Regions from separate parts of the Danio rerio genome. Here region 1 is linked to region 2. A link is a contact called in public Micro-C data. All regions are on one chromosome and are shown on one strand. The core of a region is the stretch at or near the end of the contact, and the rest is flanking DNA. Distances in the headings are between cores, read along the strand shown.

Region 1 (5,276 bases), core at 1,265-3,764, 170 kb after region 2:
AGCCTCTTGCGATTAGCTAATCTCAACGTTTCAAATCGAGATTGCGAAGAATTCTCTAAGCCTTATAATATTTTAATTGAACCCCTGAAGATAAATGGTCTGTTTTGAGGTAGTTTTTTGGTACCTTTCTGGACAAGATTTGACCTAAAACATCTTGATTTGTGCTCTGAAGACTAACAAAGGTCTTGGTGGTTTGGATCGACATGAGGGTGAGTAATTAATAACATCACTTTTATTTTTGGGTGAACAAACACTTAAAGGCATTTTCATGATGATTAATCCATTGTGTCACATGTTTTATGTCATGTTTATTGAACTTTACTACAATTTAAATACATGTTCAAATGTTAGTCTTATAAAAATGTTAGTCTTGTAAAAATGTTAGTCTTATAAAAAAATACTAATGAGCAATGACAGACATCATATAAAATATTTCATTTCATTTCATTTTATTTCATCGGGCGAAATGTGACATGGCCGGTTCATTCTGCTGTGGCGACCCCTGATAAAGAAGGGAATAAGCCGAAAGAAAGTGAGTGTGTGAAATGTGACATGGACATGTTTTCATGACGTTCGTTTCAGCGTTTCAACCTGATGTTTTGTTGTTTCAAATTTAATTGTATTGAAACATTTTTTTCCATTTCATTGATTAACCGACCATGGCAATGTTTTCATGTGATTCACCTGAAATACATTTTTCTTTCATGTTTTTTTTTTGGCCACACAAAACTAAAACACAGTTCCACATAATTTGCACATTAAAGTCCGTGTGAAATCAAAATTTATATTGTTTTTTTTGTGCATATTGTCATTCTTTAGGTCAGGGGTCACCAACCCTGTTCCTGGAGAGCTACCTACCTGCAGAATTCAGCTCCAACCCTGAACAAACACACCTGAACCAATTATGTCCCCAATAATTGTACCCTTTTGCTGGGCCTGGTGTACGACAGAAAGTTTTGACGTTATTCTCGCTCAAGGAAATGTTACAGTAAAGCTGTACAGGTCTTTCACATATTATATGACAAGCACTTCCACAAAACAGATGCTTTATACACACATATACTTCTGTATAAATGTTTATTATAACCTTTCTATGAACAGGATTTGATTATTACTGCAGAACAATGAGCGAGCAAAATAGCCTACTGTAACATCTGCAATTTTATAATATAAATAAATAAATGCAACATATATGAAGACATACAGACCCTTACAGTCTTCGATATGTTACCAATTACAGTAAAACTGGCGGTTTGTACATGTTTTAAGTTGCTGAAAGAATCATTTGCTGCTTTGTTTTTTCGGGCTTCTCCTTTGTTTTTTCGCGCTTTACTCTCACTTTGTCTGTTTCTGAAAGGATCAAATGTCAGAAGCACTACAATACTCATGCGCACGTTATTATCATCAGCTAAAGGAATTCGTTATTTCAAATATAGACGCGCAGCGAGTGCCCTCGAGAAAGTGAAACCACTCGTGTTTTAGACGATCTTGTTAACAACTATGGGGCACAGGGTAGATTCTGCTCTTCTTGGCTTTGTGGCAGTTCATCAAGACGACAACAAGGTTTGTTTAAGCACGGGTCGACGATGCCTCATTACTGTATGTCTATATTATTATTAATGTCTCGGCTGTGTATTTAAAAAGGACGCTTATTTTCTTTTCTTTCTTCTAGCTTGTGCACAAGCTAGTGACGTATCTCCGTAAACTAACAGCTGTGCGTCTTGCTCTGCTTTTTGGTACCTTTTTGTTGTGCTAGGTACCCTTCCAAAAGTGGTATGGTACGGTTCACGTTTTGGTACCTTTTGACAGGCGAAACAGCCATAAAATTGTACTGAACTGTACCGTACCGTACGGTACCACTCAGTGGAAACAGGCCATCAATTAGGACCTAAAGCACCACTTGATAATTAAAGATGTGTTTGTTCAGGGTTGCAACTGAAATCTGCAGGAAGGAAGCTCTCCAGGATCAGGGTTGATGACCCCTGCTTTAAGTGAACAAATAATCCATGCAAGTTAGTCCTCTGAATTTTGTATTTTTGTGGTAATCAAATCAAAACTCAATCAAAGGCTGACCATTAGCGTTTGTAGTGGTTGTTCTGCTCTGATGATGTCAGTTAGGCTGCTTTGGCCCCAATATTCTTAACCATGCCCCTGTTACCATTAGTTTGCTATGAGGGAATGATATGCAAAAGAAAGCCCCGTCCCTACTCAAATTTCTGTTTCAGCTGGAAGTACATCAACACACTGAAATAAAAGTCACAGCAACTTCCGGTTCATGCGGACTTTAAGCAATTTATTTCATTTTGGTTTAGCAATTAAATCTAAAATTATCTCCTGTTTTTTGGAACATCATTTCATAATGTTTCTCTTGGTTGCACATCCAACTGCTAAGATAATAGTTTGGCAGTTTGTGAGTGAACCTGACTCATGGTTGGAGTATTGAGCAGCCTCTCTTTGTGACTTTCAGCTGTGCGCAACGATCGAAATAAGAAGAAGAAAGACGTGAAGGATGAGGTCATTCCGCCAGAGAGCTATGAGCTGAGTGGGGAACTGGAGGAGCTGGTCAACAAAGTGAGCAAAGCACATCAAGAGACCTTCCCTTCACTCTGCCAGCTGGGAAAATACACCACAGTGAGTGCTTTCTGCAAATGAACAAATCTGTCAGCAATGGAATGTGGAATTTATTTATAGAGGTGTAAACCGACCATGTCAGATGTAGTGTGATAAACATCTTCCATTATTGAATACATCATTTAAAGGAACAGTGCACCCAAAAGATAAATACTGTCATTTACTCGACCTCATGTTGTTCCAAACCTGTAAGACAAAATGTATTTTTGATGAAGTTCACTCTTTTTTTCAGTGTAATGAAAGTAAATGAGCACAGGGGTGCCAAAATGACAAAAAGACTCATAAAACTATCATAATATAACTCATGTGAACTCATCTCTCTCATTCTAAGTTCCAGAGTGTGAGGAACAGATCGAAATTCACCTTTTTTTGTACCTACTGCAAAATTTATCCTCATGTTTAATGAAAAGCTTTCGAATGGAAAATCTTTTTTTTTTTTTTTTTGGACTAGTCAATATTCATGCATGCATATATTAACCTTCTCTTCCCATTTTCTCTTCATTAGAACTCCAGCTCGGACCACAGGATTCAGCTAGACCTGGGCCTATGGGACAAATTCAGTGAGCTTTCCACCAAGTGCATCATTAAAATTGTGGAGTTTGCCAAACGCCTCCCAGGCTTCACCACCCTCACCATCGCAGATCAAATCACCCTTCTCAAATCTGCCTGCTTGGACATTCTAGTACGTGTGTCTTCCAAAGCTCGCTTTGATGTAGACCATGCATCCACTACATTTACATAATTCATAGCCTCATAAATGTCTGTGCCTCTTGTAGATGCTGCGAATCTGTACACGATACACACCGGAGCAGGACACAATGACCTTTTCGGATGGACTAACCCTCAACCGGACTCAGATGCATAATGCAGGTTTCGGACCGCTCACTGACCTGGTGTTTGCCTTCGCTGGTCAGCTTCTGCCTCTTGAGATGGATGATACGGAGACTGGCCTCCTTAGTGCCATCTGCCTCATATGTGGAGGTATTGCATGATGCAATTCTGTTGCAACGCTGCTGCCCTCTAGTTGAACCAACTGTACGTTATAATAGGGGTGTCTAATCCTGCTTCTGAGGAGCTCGACTGCGCTCAGCTCTAACGCAAGTGATTGGATGGTTTTTGTAAGTCTAAAGATCATGACTCATTGGTGCTGTGTTTAATCAGAGTTGGAGCTAAATTCTGCAGGTCTCCCGGGAGCAGATTTGGACACCTCTTTAACATAAATTGAGCCCAGGATTCATTTTAACTACACCACTAAAAATAGCACATGGATGTACTGGAATACTAATATTATCCTCCTTTTCTGTAGACCGAATGGATCTTGAAGAGCCAGAGCGTGTCGATCGTCTGCAGGAGCCCTTGCTGGAAGCTCTGAAGATTTATGCACGACGCCGCCGACCCAACAAACCTCACATGTTCCCTCGCATGCTGATGAAGATCACTGATCTACGTGGGATCAGCACCAAGGGTCAGTTCATTAGGCAAAACTCTGATGAAAAACACTATTACCTTATATTTTTATTAATATTTAATTACATTTTTAATGCATTAGGGAACTTAAAGGAATAGTTTACCTAAAAAAAATATTTGCATTAATTTAATTCAAGGTTTTTTGTTTGACTAAAGCTGTGGCTTTTTTTGGACTAAACCCATGCTTTTTTAAAGCCTTTAAAAATAATAATAATAAATCCTTGCATTTATATAGGGCTTTTCTGGAAACTCAAAGCACTTTACACATTGGGGGAAATCTCCTTATCCACCACTTTAGAGAGTCAAAAAACATATAAAGGCAAAACAAAATGAATACCACTGTGCGGTCTTATGAAGCGGAACAATTGGTCTTTTTTCACTTAACAAGATCACATTGTATCACCAGGAGCCACAAATAATAATTTTGATTTGCTTAAGTATGTTTTTTTGTCTCTCAAAGTATCAGTTGCTTTTTTAAATAAGCAAAGACCATGGTTAATGATGACAGGGTTTTTTGCACTCTAATGGTTTCACAAAAGTAATGCAAATTTTCTTGAGGAATGTTTCTGAGAAAAGTTTGCATACTTGAATACAAGCTAAAAAGCACTCCTTCATTCAGATGCTCCAATGCAAAATACAACCCATCTGACAATACAAGATTTGACTTGCTCCATTGCAAAAACAACAGATTACTCATGCTTCAACGCAAAGAACACTGCCAAATGTAACAGATGTGAGATTTAACAACAGACGTAAAATAGTGTGACATTGGACAATTTAATATAGCTGTTTTCCTTTTCGGCGACACGGTGGCTCAGTGGTAAGCACTGTCGCCTCAGAGCAAGAAGATCGCTGGTTTGAGTTCCGGCTGGGTCAGGTGGCATTTCTGTGTGGAGTTTGCATGTTCTTCCTGTGTTGGTGTGGGTTTCCTCCGGTTCCCCCCTGAAGTCCAAAGAAATGCGTTATTGGTGAATTGAATAAACTAAATTGGCCATAGTGTATCTGTGTGAATGTGAGAGTGTATGGATGTTTTCCAGTGATGGGTTGCAGCTGGAAGGGCATCCGCTGTGTAAAACATATGCTGGATAAATTGGTGGTTCATTCCGCTGTGGCGACCCCGGATTAATGAAGGGACTAAGCCGAAAAGAACATGAATGAATGAATATAACTTATTTGTG
Region 2 (5,711 bases), core at 2,615-5,114:
CACCACATGAGCAAAATTAATTTCTTCAAACGGGTTTGAGATAGAAATGTGAAGCACCAGTTGTGGGTGTAAGAGATACTGGGACATTTGGAATAAAGACAAACTACTAAAAAATCAAATGCCCATTACAACTTTCTTTCTTTGCATGCCACTCTTTAATGCAATGGTTTTATAACCAAAGACAGTGATTGTTTTTTTCTTTCCTCACTTTATAGGTTTTGCTAAAGAAAAGCTAAATTTGACTTAACAAAAACTGTGATGCACCATTAATGTTGAGGATATTACTTAAATATGTAACTTATGAGTTCTATACCACCTCACACAAGCCATATACAACTGTGCAGATGCGTTTATTTTATGTACTGCTGTTAGTCGTTTTCAATACTATAACAAAAATGTATTTTATAGCATAAGAGATTGACATCCGAAGGCCTCTCTCTCTCAAATTCCATATAGAAATCCACTCATTGGGAATGTTTGTTACGAGCTGTGATAAGTGGAGACCCCCTACTCTAAAATGGAATGACTGGAAATGAACTGAACACATTGAGAAATGTTACACTGATGTCTGTGGTCATTAGACTTCACAACAGATTTATTTTGTAATTTTTATTTTTATATTTTTCAAATATGCATTTATTTACAGTGCTTTCTAAGATGTTTGTTCATGAGCCTTAATTTGTTCAGTTGCCATCTATTTCAATAAATGAAAATGCTTACCTTAACCTGTCCGTATGGTCTGTGTGCAGCATGAGATGGATGAAAAAACTGTCTTATTGCATTTATTACTAATGCATAGCCTATTGTTTTAATAATCACACTGTGCTTTAATTGTAGCTCAAACAGTAGCCACAGTTCAATACATACTGTATAGGGAATCTACTCCAGGGTATCGGCTTGGTGTTAAAATAAATGTTTACATGGGCATCAGTAATCAAATTATTTGTCTTAATCTAACTAGGATAATACAATGATTAAGGTGTTTACATGAGTTGTGTTTTGAATGTTCCTTTCATGATTCTGTTTTACATGTTATAGCACAGTTTGATTTATGTCATTGCTTCACTATCCAACATTTCCTCTGGAGTTTCATGTAATCTCAAGTGTTTTATTTTTAATTTGTCGACTTTAACTGCAGTTTGCCACTTTTTTACTTTCATTCAGGAGCATTTCATGCATGCCCCCCAAGTCAAAACAAGATATTGGATGAGAGTATGAACTGCTGGAAGAGTGTAGTTTTAATGGAATTTTATACCGCATGCCGTATGGATTAAAAAAAAAACCCTACGTATTTCATGATGTGTGTTTGTGATCCCTCACCGGCTCACTGACTTGTTGAACATATCGCGCCCCAATTTAATTCCTAAACACATTTTAGAAATACATCCGATTTTGAGTTTATTGGTTCTATTAACATTCGCATTTACCCATAAATACAATTGTTTAACCAAGACAGAATGCATGAGGAAAGAAACAAAGTATATAAAACCACATTCCACAATCTCTGTTTGTTTTGATGTATTGTACTCCTTTTTTTCTTTTTTCTTTTATGTACTTCATAGGGACGCCGTTGAAAATGAGATGTTTCATCTCAAAGGTCTATCCCAGTGTTTCCCAACCCTGTTCCTGGAAGCAACCCAACAGTTCATATTTTGGCTGTCTGCCTTATCTGACCCATTCATTTCAGGTTTTCTTCTAATGTTCTGATGAGTTGATTCAGGTGTGTTTGAATAGGAAGAGGTTGAAAATGTCTTGGTGTGCCTTCAGGAACAGGGTTGGGAAACACTGATCTATCCTATTGAATAGATTCACTTCAACAGTCCATATATAATCCACTGTCCAACTCAGATTTCTCCTTCCAGTTTGGGGCCCTCTAATCTCAGGTCGGCATCATTCCTGCCCACAGTGAAAAGGCTGATCACGGCGAGCAGAGCAGCCAGCATCATCCCAGCACAGCCTGCAAACATGTGCCTGGTGCCGCTGCCAGCCTCTCCCGCACCGGACCCTGAAACCTCCCCGTGAAGCGCCAGCAGCCCCAGACAGGCCAGGAGGTGCAGAGGCAAACGAAACCAAGCCAAAACTGCAGCTCTGCGCTCCACGGGAACCACACGACCCTGGAGGAAACTCACCGCTGGGAAATAAAGCCCACAAGCCAGTTCCAGCAAAAGGAAAGCGAGCAGAGATTCCCTGGGCCGGGGCTGGCCAGGCACGGTGGAGAACGTCAGCATGAAGAAGGAGAAGAACGCTAGAAGAATGGCTAGGCAGAGCAGATGACCGGGTTGGAGTCGATACGGGGCTGATGTGGCCAATCGGAAAAGTGTGGAGCCCGCCATGGTGGCCGCCATCAAACTGGAGAATACGATTCCTAAAGGTGGGCCATGAGGATCCAAAACAGGAGTCCACAGGAATACAAAAATATACAGCACGCTTTCAAAAAGTGCCTGAACGCCTCCTAAAAGCATAACACGGCGGTCCGAGAGCAGGCATCGAAGGCCATCCACACAGCTACGCCAGAAACGGGCACGTGCTGACAATTGCAACTTGGGGGTGTTTAGGGAGTTAAGAAGGGGGGCGTTTTTGTCTCCATTCATGCCTTCTTGTTTGTCCTCCTGACCCCATTCGGAAAGCACAAACCAGGCGCAAGCAGCAAGGCTCGGGATAGCCAACAGAAATGGAGCGACCGGTCCCAACCCAAGCCATTCTGCGAACAAATTCGCCACTAGTCCAGCACCAACTGCAAGTCCATAATTCCAATTGGCGACTTTACCAAACGTAACAGGGATCCATTCTTTGGGGAAGTCATGAATGTCAACGTGACCGTGCACATACCAGGCCTCAAAGGTGGTTGTTAGCAGAGAAGTGGACAGGCCGCCTAATACACGTCCTAGAATGAGCATAAAATAGTCTTGTGAGAGTTTGGTGATGCAACACACTGAATAAGCCAAGCAGAAGAGGAGGCACGTCTGTCTTCGGCCGAGAAACTGTGGCAGCCATCCGGCCACCGGGGCAAACAGCACACAAGAAGCCAGACCGCAGACGTATAGGATGGCAATCTGTGACTCCAAGAAGTTGTAATGTCGGTATAGTTTGTAAAGGTAAGGCCCTTGTAGCCAGTCTGCCCAGAGAGCCAGGAGATACGCCTTCAGAAAGAGCTTCTGGAAACGCTGGAAAGCCGGATTGGCGACTGCTGTCTGTGTGGCCTGGGATAAGGTGAGACGCCGGGCTGTGATCTCTAAAGCCACACACAGTCCTGCTAGGACTATAAATGCTAGGTATGCCGTCACAAACATGATGGGCACAAATCTGTCTGAAGGTGAGTGGAGGAATCAGAAGAAATCCTAGATCAACATCCTCCTACAGCTTTTGGTGCAGTGAAATTAATGGTTCATCTGCAAAAACACAAAATTAGCAAAATTATTACATATAAGAAAATATAACGGCTAAAAATTTCAAAATATTTTAAATAAAAGTAATGTTTTATAAAAAGTGATCATACACCATCACGTGACACATGACAGTTGGATAAACTCACTTCTGGACTCATCATGAGCGACTGTCAGCTTGACTTCTGAAAAAAAGACACATTGTAATTATCAACACCTCATATACTGTATGTATTGCGCCCATAAATGATGGGTTTAATAATAACGCTTTAAAAACATTAATGATTTTTAAATGGAACTTGACTTTAAGCCTCAAATATTCGTAATTATAATGCGTGGATAAACTCTTAAACACACCTACCGTACTCTTAACATTTTTCTAAGGAATTTAGAAACTGTCCGCTGATTTGGGATTATTAAATACCTTTTCTACGCCATGAATTCAGACGCTTTTTTCATCTAAATGCCTGCAATATATGTTCTACAACATCCGCGTGTGTTTCCGGGTTACTCAGGCGTCATGACGCAAAACAAACGTAAGGCGCTTGCCTTATTAATATTAATTACGTATACAAGGTGGGGCTCGCTGATTGGCTATGCAACAGAAGGAAAGAAGTTTTTTTTTAGAAATATTTTTTTATCAGGGATTGGCTAACAGTATGAATATTAATTAGGGCATGTATTTATTATTGTTATTCATTTGTTATGCTTTAAACGACAGATACAAGATAATAGAACAAAATAATGCCAGTGTGATAGAAGGCAATAATGCAATACAATCAATGGGAAATTTAATAAACAATATAAATAATTATATTCATCTTCCAGCCGCAACCGTATCTGATCTAGCAACAAACAAGAATAAAAATAACAACAATAGCCATTAAATATTCCGATTAAACGCCAAACAAAATGTTACTAAAATTCCGAACGTCTAAAATAATCTATTTTAATGTTTATATCATCGTCAACCATTTGGAAATATTTTGCTAACTTCATAAATAAAGTTTTTTCGAAATATATCGACTAGACAGCAACCATGTTAGCATAAAAATGAATGTGGAGAATGAGATGTCACTGATGAAAACTAAAATTCAGGTAAGGGTTTTCAAAATATTTAGATTTTGATTTGACAAAACATTAAAAAACAAGTGTGGAAATATTGTCTATTGTGAACGTTAAACGATACATCGTACATCTGCTGGCTATAAGATTAGCCTTAGCAATTATCTGACATTACCGTTTTTTTCCAAACATGTTGAACATCTATCTTTAGTCTACCGGACACTAACATCTCAGATGAAATGACACCGTGGAGCAAGTAACTTAAGTGAACGTTGTTAATGAAGATTAAAGTAAAATACATCTGATACATTGCTTGATCTTGTTAGCTGACGCAAAAAGTGTAGGAAGCCGAGAAAAGAGACTTCTCAAACAAGAAGTGCACTGACACTAAATTCAAAATCCTGTGTTGACTTCGTTTATTTTACTACCGTGAGTGTCCACGCGATGTCACCACACCACCGTTTTTAACTAACTAGCTGGGTTAGACGGATCACATTTTTGATGACTCCCATATTAACAACTGCACCACAGCTGTGCAATAATGAATCACTAAAATATTATTGCTTCTACAAATAGAGCATAAAAAGTACAATTGTTTAGCTGCATGGTTCAGTATAAGCTGAATCTGCTTGTCAATAAAGAATAAACAGCATCTTGCCAGTGTACTAAATAAAAGTCGATTCTGTTTGACTGACAGTTTCAGGCCACTTACAATTATTTCTACATGATTCTGAAGCTCCTGACATAAAGTCTGCATGGAAATACATGACAAGCTAAATGGTTTGTCCACTTAAATTATCTTTAGAGAGCATAAAGCATGCATTGATTGTTGGAACATATTCAATATACAGTTCATTCGGAACGTATTCATAGCGCTATTCTACATTTTTTTATGTTACAGCCTTATTCCAAAATGGATTAAATTCATTTATTTCCTCAAAATTCTCCACACAATACCCCATAATGACAATGTGACAAAAGACTTTTTGAAATTGTTGCAAATTTATGAAAAATAAAAAACCTGAAAAATCACATGTACAGGAGTATTCACAGCCTTAGCTCAATACTTTGTTGATGCACCTTTGGCAGCAATTACAGCCTCAAGTCTTTTTGATAGGATGCCACAAGCTTTGCACACTTGTCTTGCACAAATGTTTGCCCATTCCTCTTATCAGTTCCTCTCAAGCTCTATCAGGTTGGATGGGAAGTGACAGTGTACAGCCATTTTTAGATCTCTCCAGGGTTGTTCAATAGGATTTAGGT

The links. A called contact is a pair of places that touch in the nucleus more often than the background predicts.
Region 1: a Micro-C map of caudal fin shows a contact between it and region 2, with 5 times the contacts expected there. The contact joins the enhancer-like site here to the promoter of mfsd5 in region 2. A contact is called at or near these places in 2 of 18 Hi-C or Micro-C datasets (caudal fin and hematopoietic stem cells).

The regions. Positions count from the first base shown.
Region 1 is chr23:39,057,162-39,062,437 of GRCz12tu, forward strand. rarga (retinoic acid receptor gamma a) reads left to right here. Exons shown (of 8, transcript NM_131339.2): 4 at 2,468-2,631; 5 at 3,137-3,313; 6 at 3,408-3,612; 7 at 3,938-4,096. Among named protein-coding and RNA genes, the nearest start is that of rarga, 41 kb to the left of the region's middle. Within about 2 kb of position 2,515, at least 8 of the 62 cell types and tissues checked have an H3K27ac peak or open chromatin away from gene starts, as enhancers often do. A contact at or near this core is called in caudal fin, where this site is marked.
Region 2 is chr23:38,887,270-38,892,980 of GRCz12tu, forward strand. mfsd5 (major facilitator superfamily domain containing 5) reads right to left here and starts at 3,865. Exons shown (of 3, transcript NM_001002713.1): 1 at 3,808-3,865; 2 at 3,497-3,568; 3 at 595-3,389. The coding sequence starts at 3,290. The coding sequence ends at 1,845. It overlaps gdap1l1 (ganglioside induced differentiation associated protein 1-like 1), which reads left to right. Exons shown (of 7, transcript XM_073939297.1): 7 at 457-725. The coding sequence ends at 516. It also overlaps a transcript of rarga not described here.